Regions from separate parts of the Mus musculus genome. Here regions 2 and 3 are each linked to region 1. Evidence: chromatin contacts called from public HiChIP or PLAC-seq data. All regions are on one chromosome and are shown on one strand. Each heading gives the region's core, a stretch centred on a gene start, on an enhancer-like site or on the middle of the called end of the contact. The rest is flanking DNA. Distances are from core to core; before and after follow the strand shown.

What was found. HiChIP or PLAC-seq counts read pairs in DNA pulled down with a chosen protein or histone mark.
Region 2: an H3K4me3 HiChIP or PLAC-seq map of neural tube shows a contact between it and region 1, with 30 times the contacts expected there. The contact joins the enhancer-like site here to the promoter of Slit2 in region 1. A contact is called at or near these places in 17 of 39 promoter capture datasets (the 3T3-L1 cell line, 3T3-L1-derived adipocytes, the C10 cell line and 10 more), 2 of 15 datasets of contacts at CTCF or cohesin (pro-B cells and stem cell-derived epiblast-like cells), 55 of 484 Hi-C or Micro-C datasets (the G1E-ER4 cell line, LSK cells, the N1E-115 cell line and 31 more), 14 of 115 datasets of contacts at active chromatin or transcription factors (astrocytes, cardiomyocytes, craniofacial prominence and 10 more) and 4 of 9 other capture datasets (adipose tissue, embryonic stem cells, liver and 1 more).
Region 3: a contact with region 1 is called in an H3K4me3 HiChIP or PLAC-seq map of embryonic forebrain, with 10 times the contacts expected there. The contact joins the enhancer-like site here to the promoter of Slit2 in region 1. A contact is called at or near these places in 7 of 39 promoter capture datasets (the 3T3-L1 cell line, cranial neural crest, hippocampal neurons and 4 more), 3 of 484 Hi-C or Micro-C datasets (the MC3T3-E1 cell line, the N1E-115 cell line and uterus), 7 of 115 datasets of contacts at active chromatin or transcription factors (astrocytes, craniofacial prominence, embryonic forebrain and 4 more) and 3 of 9 other capture datasets (adipose tissue, embryonic stem cells and liver).

What each region holds. Positions count from the first base shown.
Region 1 is chr5:47,981,203-47,984,687 of GRCm38.p6, forward strand. It overlaps Slit2 (slit guidance ligand 2), which reads left to right and starts at 1,953. Exons shown (of 36, transcript NM_178804.5): 1 at 1,953-3,485.
Region 2 is chr5:46,444,302-46,447,786 of GRCm38.p6, forward strand. No RefSeq gene overlaps it. Among named protein-coding and RNA genes, the nearest start is that of Gm40298, 510 kb to the left of the region's middle. Within about 2 kb of position 1,735, at least 33 of the 459 cell types and tissues checked have an H3K27ac peak or open chromatin away from gene starts, as enhancers often do. A contact at or near this core is called in neural tube and second pharyngeal arch cranial neural crest, where this site is marked.
Region 3 is chr5:46,789,627-46,793,111 of GRCm38.p6, forward strand. No RefSeq gene overlaps it. Among named protein-coding and RNA genes, the nearest start is that of Gm40298, 860 kb to the left of the region's middle. Within about 2 kb of position 1,580, at least 21 of the 459 cell types and tissues checked have an H3K27ac peak or open chromatin away from gene starts, as enhancers often do. A contact at or near this core is called in astrocytes and embryonic forebrain, where this site is marked.

The DNA of each region.
Region 1 (3,485 bases), core at 703-3,202:
CACACAGAAACACACACACACAGACACACACACAGACACACACACACACAGAAAGAGACAGAGAGAGACTCAAACCTGAATGTTGTTGCATCTAATTGCAGTGGTATTATTTATGAATATTTTGAATGTAGATTTCTGCAATTAAAATGCACATAAAACAATAAACCACGTGTAGTGGATAAACTTATCATGTTACCAATGACATGTCAAAGTTGAGACAGCAAATGAGTTAGTGCATGTAAAAACCATGCCTAAATTACATACTTTATTATTATAAAGAAAATTCACTAGTTGGGGGAATCCTTCATCAGTGACGATTTGTTTTGCAACAGACATGTGTTCTGTGTTTCAAGTCATAAGGAGACGTGACTATGGTGTCTCTTTTCTTTTCAAGGAAGTTAGTTATATAACAGACCTTTAAGCAAAAATCTAGAAGGACAAATGAATGCATGAATGTCAAATGTTCTGAAGTCTTTTTAAGAATGGTGCCATACAAATAAATGGCATTCAAATGAATAATACCAAGAGTTCCAATCTACTTTATGAGGGGACAGCCTGTCTTTGACAATATCTTCTGAAGGGCTTTTGGATCTCAGTGGCAGGCAAAATGACCTGAGAAAGATATCCTGAAAAAAAATTTTTTAAATAGGCAAAAATAAAGATGTTGGAGGGATTTCACGGTTCATATTTATGAAATAAAACACTGATCAGGAAACCTATTAAGTTACAGGTAGCTTGTTAAATGCCAAAAAATGCTAAAGAGAACTGGGCCGACTTCGCGGTCAAGGTTTGTCAGATATTTTATACGAATGATACTTTACTGTAAAACTGACTTTATGGTAGGGGCTGGCACAAAGTAGAACGTGACTACAGGCAAAGAAGATGAGGAAATTAAAAGCAAGGGAAGAAGCTGACTCATTTAGTTGTTATTTCAAACCTATAGCGGCGTTGGTGTCTGCTGAGAGATGCTGACTACTGCCAGACATCACACTGAAGAGACAAGAAGGAAGGAGGAAATTCATTTTCAAAACAGTGCAGGGGTGGGGATGGGGATGGGGGTAGGGGTGAGGTGGGGATGGGGGTGGGGTGTCCAGTTAGGCACTGAATTAAGGAAAGCCTTCTAGTATAATGGGCATCGCTAGGATTTACTTCCTCTTCCCTTTGCCAGCTAAGAGAGTAAAACCGTAGGGACCTATCCAAACCCTTGGAGTTGTGTGAGTTTGTATAGTGCCCACGCAACCAAATCCCTCACCATGGCGTTTTTTAAGTAAGTGATTATAAAGAAAGGGTTAACCGAAGACGGTGGCTTAGGGATGGGAAGGCCAGAGAGAAGGTTGAAAACACTACTCCCAACTTGCTACAACTCTAAACTTTGAAGCCACCCAAACAAAATGTGTGTGTGTGGGGGGGGGGGGGGGGATAAAATGCGCGCTCACGGAGGCAGATCTATTTCAGTAGAGTTTTCTTGTTTTGTTTTGTTTTTGTTTTAATTTTAAAATCATAATCTCGCTGTCTCTCTCTTTCTCTCTTTCAGTGTTGCAAGCCCAGAGCGGTCCCCTTTAGGATCGCGACTCAAAAAGCTACAACAGAGGCTCTGCCTTCTCCATTTATTTATGAGCTGTCCTCAAAGCTGCCCCTCTCCTCGTTCTCCCGCTGGGAACCTCGGTTTCTGGGCTCTGGTCAGCTCTGAGGCCAAGGAGTTGTGTGGAGGAGACCCGAGCTCTTCTTTCTGGTGGCCAAGTTTGCTGGATCCTAGGAGTCTGGGCGCGAGCAGGGGCGTACGGGAACGCGCGCCGCTGTCTGCAGCCGGAGCTGCCAGCCTGGGCCTCACCTCTCCCGGGCGAGGTGCAGGCTTTCCGCGCGCGGCCAGGGGGCGGGGCGAGGCTTGCGGGGGCGGAGCCAAGGGCGGGGGCTCCGGCTGCTATATAAAGACCGGCGGCCGCTTTAACTTCGGACTTGGGCTTATTTATTTACGGAGCGCCTGGACGGCGGAGGCTGGAGGAGGCGGCGGCTGTGGCTGCCGCAGACGGTGGTTTAAAAAAAGGAGGAGAAGGAGGCGGCGGCGGCGGCGAGGGATGGGAGCGCCCAGGCTTCAGGGCGCAGGCCGGAGCTGCCGAGCTTTCCTGAGGCTGCGGGAGTACTGAGGAGAAAAAGGGGACGTCCCGGGGGCCCACAGGCGACTCCAGAGGCGCGGACTGGGGTCTTTTTGTTTGGCTGCGCTCAGCGCCCAGCAGCCAGAGCGGACAACTCCAGTTACAACAACAACCCACCTTCCAGCAGCCAGGCGAGACTTAGGCTGCGGAGTCCGTCCTATTGTTTAGACACTTGCCTGGGGCTCTGGAGCGCCAGTCCCTGCTCAGTCTCCGCCTTCCCTCTCTCTCCACTTTCCTCCCGGGAACCGCGAGTGCCGAAAGCCTCCCTGAGAGGGGAAGGGGCTGGAAGCCAAGCGCTGCCTAGTCTGTGGTCGCCGAGTCAGGTGCAACGTCCGGGGCTAAGCGGCATCTCAACGTCTGCGGCTGGACTCCTCCCGTGACAGTGGGTGACCGGATCCAACGCCTGGGGAAACTTCCTGCACTTTGAGGCTGAGGACCCACTTGTAGGGGCTGCCCGAGGGGTGGCTGAGAGGCTGCATACAGCAGGACGTCGCTGTTGGCTGTTGTTTCTTCTACCTGTGCCGTCAGGTGTGTGCTGCGGAGCTGCGGCGTATCCCGGAGACCAGAGTGGCTGACAAGAGCGCGCACACTCTACTGCCATTCGGTTGTCGCCTGGGGTCTGCCAGGGTAGCAGATCCCCATCTTTCTGCCTTCTACCTAGTAGTCATCCATCAGGGCACAGTAGCAGCACTGGCATCGCGGACACCTAGTCTTTGCTTTGCTCTTCTGGGCTCGCCTATCTGCAAATCTTGCCCAAGCTAGAGGACCTTTCCTACTCAACTTGGCTTACTGGATTTTTCCCCACTGCAGGAGTGAGGACTAGTGGATATTCCTGCAAGGCTGCAGCAGTCCGACTGCCCTTTTGTCTCTCTGTGTGACCTCAGGGGCAGGCCCTGGTGCAGAGCGTCGCCAAGGACGCCGGGAGGGAGGCGGGATTGCCAAGATATCCTCCAGTGAAGTGCATGTGTGTGTGCAAGCCATCCTTGGCTGTCGGGAAGTGGAGAAGACGGTTGAGGCTGCTGCTGTGCCGCAGGAGTGGAGAGGCCCCGGGAGCTGAGCCCTGAGCCCCGCATCACCGCCCGGCACCCCCAAGGCTGTCTGAATACCCGGTGCGCCCCCACGCGCGCCATGACCAGTCTCTCCGAGGGCTCTGCTTTGGACCTGCCAGGCCCTTGCGCCTTCTAGCTTCGGGGGAATCCACTTTGATCAGGGCCACCATTACTGTTTAAGTTCCCTCCTCAGCCTTGTACTCTTTCCACTGGAATCGGATTTGCTAGAGGGTTCGTGGGATCAGAAGTCCTCCCTTGTCCTCAAGCAACCAGCCTCTGCATC
Region 2 (3,485 bases), core at 485-2,984, 1.5 Mb before region 1:
CATTTTTGGCAGGACCTCAACAAGTGTGAATCTCTTTGGAATTTCTTTCCAGTTTGAGGAAACCGAAGAGCACCTGCTGAATTCTGTTACGTTCTTGACAGGCTGCTCATTGCTGTGGAGAAGCATTGCGACCCTATCCAACTGTGACTGCCTGAGAATGAAGATCATAAAGGGAAATCGAAGTGAGTTTCCCAAGCAGGCAAGGTACTTTGATCAACTAGGCACACTCACATTAACTTCTGAAAGTACATGGTGAGCCTGTGAGCAAAACCACTTGTATTATTACCAGTTATCATGGTTAGTACGATTGGCTTTTCTCTACTTTAAAAAAAAAAAAAAACCAAAACCAAACAAACAAACAAAACATTCTGAGGAGTGAATCCCCGACCCTTACTCATGGAATAAAATAAAAAAACAAAAAAACAAACAAACAAACAAAAAACCCAAAAAACAGAAAACAAAGAGTACTTCTTACAAAAGTACTGGAGCAGACACTGTTTTAATGAAGAAAATGTCCTTATTTATAAAGTTCATACCCAGGAACATTTTAGTCAGCTGACGGAGGTCATCAGATGTTTTCTTTCCCAGTACTTATCAGAAATTGCTATACTTCCTGAATTAAATAAATAAAAGTTATCTCAACGTATGAGGAATACAATCCTGCTTTCTATGTGCAAATCAGCTCAATACTCTAAAAAGAATCCTTCTAGATGGGGGTGGAGGAGCAAAAAAAGAGTGATCTTTACGGTAAAATATTTTTTTAAAAATACCATGAAATATTAGCTTCTCTCAAAGCAACAGGGACAAGAATGACTCTAGTCTATTCTTGAAATAGGCCCTGCCCTGTGATATAAAAGCAGACTTTTAATCTCTGTCCAGGCTCTGTGCTGTGTTTGAACACACAGCGTTTTTGATCCATTATGAGGTTTTTGCCTGTGTGTCTCATCGTACTGTATAACAATGTGTCCTAGCACAATGGAGATGTATGCATGCTTAATTTCCATAAATTACACAGCCAGCCAGCTGTACGTTTCCATAAAGACACATTCTGATTGTCAACTATTAAGCCTAATTCAGTGTCCTTTGATGTCCCTGAGAAAGACCGTGGGGGGAGTAAGCATTGCCACATGGCGGTGTGTCCCTGGAGTAGGTGAACAGGAAGGAGGGATGCGATGCGGCTGCCCCTCATGTTTCTTCATTAACTTGAATGTGTACTTTGGAGATTGAAGTTAGTCCCTTTCCAGAAAACGGGGGAAAAAAAAAAGAATCCCGAATAGTGTTAACAAAGGCACAGACCTTTCCCCAAAGCTAAAAGCTAAAATCGGACTTAAAAGTTTTGACTGCTCCTTTAGAAGCCCATGCTTGATTTGAGCCTTGAAGGTGGGCGCTGAGTGTAGCTGCTCCTTAAGCAGCGATCTAACTCATTGGGTTATTTCATGTTATAGTTTGCCTTTAATTTTTATATTTTTTTCTCTTTGAAATCTTCCTTATAGGTGGGTAGATCAAAGCAATTGCCACACAGGCGTCTCTGCCAGCCAGGTGCCAGGGAGGTTTCATCACTGGGCTGTGGAATTTCCTGCATAGATCTTGTACTCAGCATCCTGTTGACATAATTTAACACAAGGGTTACAAAGCCTTGTGTGAGGCTCTCGCCTTCCTGTTTACTTTCACTCCTCTGTGGAGCAGAGCTCAGAGCGGCTCTTCTGAACCTGGAAAGCCTATCACTTCCCCTGAAGCAGAAAGGTGCGAAAACAAACAGGGCTTTGCTGATTGCCCAGCTCAGAGACCTTACAGGAGGAGGGATTCTGAGCAGCAGGCAGGATGGAGCCCAGGCAGGCATAATTTCAGGACCCTGCTGGTTCCATCCTACACAGGGTGGCTTTGTTATGAGGTATGGAGTTGAGGGATTCTGACATCATTGCCCCCAATGCACCCACAAGCCAATTAAAAGCATTTACACCTTACTAGATCCATAACATACATCAGTCTTGTAATTACTTCTGAATGATAACGTGTGCACACTTCTGGAAAGATGACCTTCCCCCTCCCCAACTATGTTTGCACACACTGGCTGGAAATCTCAGGGGCTGGGCTAGAAAGTTCGAAGTGGGTCTTCTCAGGTCCCATGAATCAAAAGCTCACGAGAAACTCTTTGATGTTTTTTTTTTTTTTTTTTTAAGAGCAACTTGAACTTGGGTAAGCTCCACACTAATGATCTGGGTTTGAGGAGTGTGACGATACAGAGTAATGGTGTGAGATGAGAGTGTCTTCCTCCCAGATGGCTTTGAAGTATCTGGGAGGTCATGGCCAGAACAAGGAGGAACAACTTTGTGTGCGTAGATACATGCGGAAGGATAAAAATTTGGTGTGAGGTACAGCAATCTCCTAAGTAGGAGATACTGTGTAAGGATGTATTTCCATATATTCCTGGATCTAGATAGGCCAGAGCTACTTGCAGTATTCACGCTCATGGACCTGGATCCTGTGTAAGCCCTCAGCCCATCAGCTGAGTTCACCCTCTTCTTTCTAAGTTACCCTTAAATATCCTTAAATAATACACTCTAGGGTTTAAACCTGAGAGATTAAAAACCCCAGAGTTCGAGCAGAACAGGACTCCCTCCTGTATTGCTGTTACTTTGGCGACTGAGGCTGAGGGTTACTGTCAGTCAGAGATCATTCCGGGGTCCATGCATGTCAGGGCTGGAGTGAGACCTTGTCTTCTATAAAACAAACAAGACAACTAGGCCTCTAATAAACGTGAACTTATGCTACATTGTACATTAAGTATGAGTATATATTATTTCGTCCATACTATGGTGCATTGAGTATTTTGTCATTTGCTTTAAATGGGAACTTCAAGGAAAACTGTTTAGACTTACCCTATATTTAGTTTTAATCTCACTATAATTCTTAATGTCAAAGTGCTCCTACATAGTAATAATGTTTACAATTTTAGAAGGAGACATTGTTGACAAACGTCTTTCTTTGTTTCTCTCTTAAAAAAAAAACCTACCTGAAATTTTAAAGAAATTTCATCTCAGGTCATTATTTTAACAGAAATGGCTTGACAGATGAAATTTTAGAGACTTTTATGTCCTGGGAATGAGCAACTTCAGTCCTGCCCATGTATAAATTGGACATTTAGCTGGGAAAAATCTGGTTGGTTAACTTCAGCATCCTTGGGGAATTGTGCTTGTTTAATGCATCAAGTGTAGGATCACAGGCTCAGGAAAGATCCTCCAGCAAGGAAAAAAAGAGGACCAACAACGTCTTGAAGGAGGAATCAGGAATTAAAAGAACAAAGGCTAATGATAACCTATCCAGCATCATGATAGGGCAGCTCACAGGTTGTAGAAAATTTATTGTAAAACTGCCACATTCTTGGAGATGATTACAAGTTCCACCAGACATATGGATGCTTTTATTTTCTTTGGGCTGTATCTCTGACTAGTTCCCTTCAGAGTGGGGCCACCTTGCACTTCCTA
Region 3 (3,485 bases), core at 330-2,829, 1.2 Mb before region 1:
TTTCTACTGAATCTACACAGGGCTTCCCATTCCAATCAATCAGACCTTACCTTTTCATATGATTAAAGGTTCTGCAAATAAAAAAGACTGAAATTATGTTAGAATGCACACAAATGTTTCTCAATTACAATCAATTAATCAAATACATTCAGACCAATCAGAAGTCACATGCAATCAGTGTGTTGCATTTTTTAAAATTTTAATGGCAGTTGTTAGATGCCAAATTATTAAATCATTCTTTAACTAGAGCACAATCCTAACAGTGAGAACAACACCTGTGACAACTGGCTGCCTTTTCTAAACTATGCATATGACATGAACAAAAATTGAGACCGGGGATTGGGATGTCTTTGTGTTTTCTTACACAGACATTGTCCAGCATCTCTGTTTCACCTGGTGCAATGCCTTCTTCTGAATGGATGACTGTTTTGTTTGATATAAGCATTAGAGAGAACAAATCAAATGAAAACAAAATAGGATAAAGGAAATTGTAGGTTTTATTTGTTTGTTTGTTTTTTTTTTTGATCACTTACAGACATTGATACTCATCTTTCTATGTAGTGTTAAATTTTGTCTTTGTTTCCTGGTTTTAGCTAAGAGATTTGAACAAATTTTCAAAAATTATATATATATTTTTTACAAATGCCATAGATTTTGATCACAATATCTGAGTCAGTGTCTAAATAAATGCATTGTTTCCCATGACTGTAGGAAATAGAGTGCTAATATGAATTCTGCCAACAGGTTTCCTAACTCAAGCAATGGTCTTGAGCAATGAAATGAATTATCTGCAATGACGATATGAATAAATTACTAATAGAGGACTCTTCATTTATCTTTAATGCTTTGCCAAACACCAGCTTGATTGAAACTCTGATATTTAGCAGAAAAAAGAAAGGGTGTATCTTGAGGAAAAATCAAACTAGCAAGGGTAATAGAGTGGAGCATTTCCATGTGGAATTCCATCTGAACAATTCTGTTTCTTTAAAGGTCGGAAGCTCATACATACTTGGAATTTTTGCTCTCTGCCTTTGATTTAAAGCGCAAAATCAAAAGCTTGTTCTATGAAAAGAAATGCACTTGAGCAACCCAGGAATGTGCTGAAGCCTTTCTACAAATTAATCTCTTCTTTAGTGCAGGGAAACATGGAGACCATTCAGGGACAGTGGGAGGAGCTGGGGCTTGAATTTGAGCCAAGCTTAATGAGGAATTGGAGGCAAAATGGGATTGAACTGTACCTTGTTAACTGATGAAGGCTGTGAATGCGCTAGACTTACTGGCCAAGAATTCCTTCCCTTTGTTGCAATTAACTATAGGGAATACTATTGATATAGTTTTTGTCATCTTTAAACACCAAGATATGATTTTAAAATATGTATGTGTTTAAAACTTAGGAGGGAGGTCATTTCCTTATTCTCATTTGTAATGTTGCTGCTATTTTTGAAGACATACTGCTTCATATTTCAACGCAGTAAATGTCTGTAGACTTGGTTGTCTTACTTGAAATCTATATTACTAACCACTTTATCAGTTGCCAGAGGAGAAAGCAATGTTAATCACTGGCTGGCTCTGGGGGGACCTCACATTCCAGCCAGAGTTGCTGGAGTCTCTCAGCCACAGCAGGGAAAGCAGAAATCCAGGGGCCAAGTATGCACTAGGCATTTAGCTGCAGTTCTCTCAGGCACTCATTCCTCTTAAGAATCAGCACATACCTTTCCCAGGGAGACTGATTTATGGTGCAAATACTGTTTATGCCGCAAATTTCTTCTATAGAAAACGTGGTGAGCAGGAATCCTGTTAATACTGAGACTGAATGTTCAAATGGGACTTGGGAAGGCTGGGTTTTAGGACAAGGGAAAACATCATCTTGAATGAGTTATTAAAATATCCCAGTTTTCCTTGTTGTGAACTTGAGATGAGACTGGTGCAGTGAGTTTCTACAAAGCATCTTGTGATTACGACTCACAATAGTTTTAATATGGTTCTCAAAGGCAAGGTAGGTGTCTCGCAGCTTTTGATTGGTAGATCAGAAGATGCACCTCATTTTCATGAATATACTCTCCCTTAGAGGCCTGAGTACTGAACTTTTTATGGACAGACTAATCATGTGCATGCAAAAGCCATTAGACTGAGCATAAAATTGTTAAATGGGAGATGGATCCTGTCTTAGGGTTCCTAGTCTCAATAATTAAAAATCAAGTAAGAATGGACTTGAACAAAAGCTCAAGAAGAACAACATTTTTAGTGTTAAAAATAGCAGTAAATGGGAAAACTCAGCAGGCCAGTTGTAAACTTCAGCTGCTACCCAGAGGACAAATGGAGAAGAGAAAGAAAAAAAAAAGTCCTTGGTTAAACTGGCATGAGGGTTAGACACATGATTGACAAGCACCCACATGGTGGAAGAAAGGATTTAGAGAAAGAGTAAGGGTGTCCAAATATTGGTGAAGAAGGCCAAAGTGTTAATGAAGAAAACGTGCAATTTTACTTTTCTGAAAAACTCAGAAACTCAGGCAGATGTATCAAACTACCTGGCAGGACTCGGAAGCTACTGCCTTGGTGTGTGTGTGTATGTGTGTGTGTGTGTGTGTGTGTGTGTGTGTGTGTGTGTGTGTGTGTGAAGGATAAGCACCATGTCTCAGGAGGGAGTTCGTTTTCCTCTTGTGTATAGCATACCTGAATGAAGAGCCTACAAGTGTTACAGAAAGTATGGAGTGTTAATCATTTCTGCTCCCATTTGGCAAAGAAGAACATTGTAAGGCACTGGTGTGCCAGACCTCTGTCCTTCACTCATCTCCTATTAGCATTGATCTTTCTGGGCTTCTGAGTTTTTTGTCCTCGAATCGCTCATTCAGATTGGGATCGACAAAGAGGAAATTTTGCTAAGACTCTGTCATCTTCCTTGGTTCAAGACAATTCATGGGTTAATAAGAATTCCTATTAAATAATGTTTGCCGTTTTAAATAAGATCTATTTCCCATCAGTACCCTGATGCCATCTCAGTTCCTTTCAATCCACATTCACTAATTTACAGAAATATAAGAATGGATACCACATAGACCCAAATCTGATCATGTCTCACATTTATATGTATTTGAAAGAGAATATTTTGATCTTGTTTAAGGCAGAATTTTTAAACAAAATATCATAATCACAGTTTTTCTTCTAAGATATAAACATAACCATGGAGGGGGGGTGTTGAGAAGCAGCTATCTTCTCAGAAAATGATTGTTTAAGAAACTACAAATAGTGTTTTGATAATTATGTGACAAGAAGATTTTCTCTTCTGGCCCCATTTAGGTGGTGTTCTATAGGCTTCTCATAGCTTTATGTACGAGATATTTCAAACACTGGACTACCAAACTGACAACATACACCAGCTAATATGAGGCCCCCAACACACACACAATAGAGGACTTCCAAGTCTGTGTTCATTCAGAGATAATGCACCTAACCCCGAAGAGACTGGAGTTTCCAAGAGAGGGAGT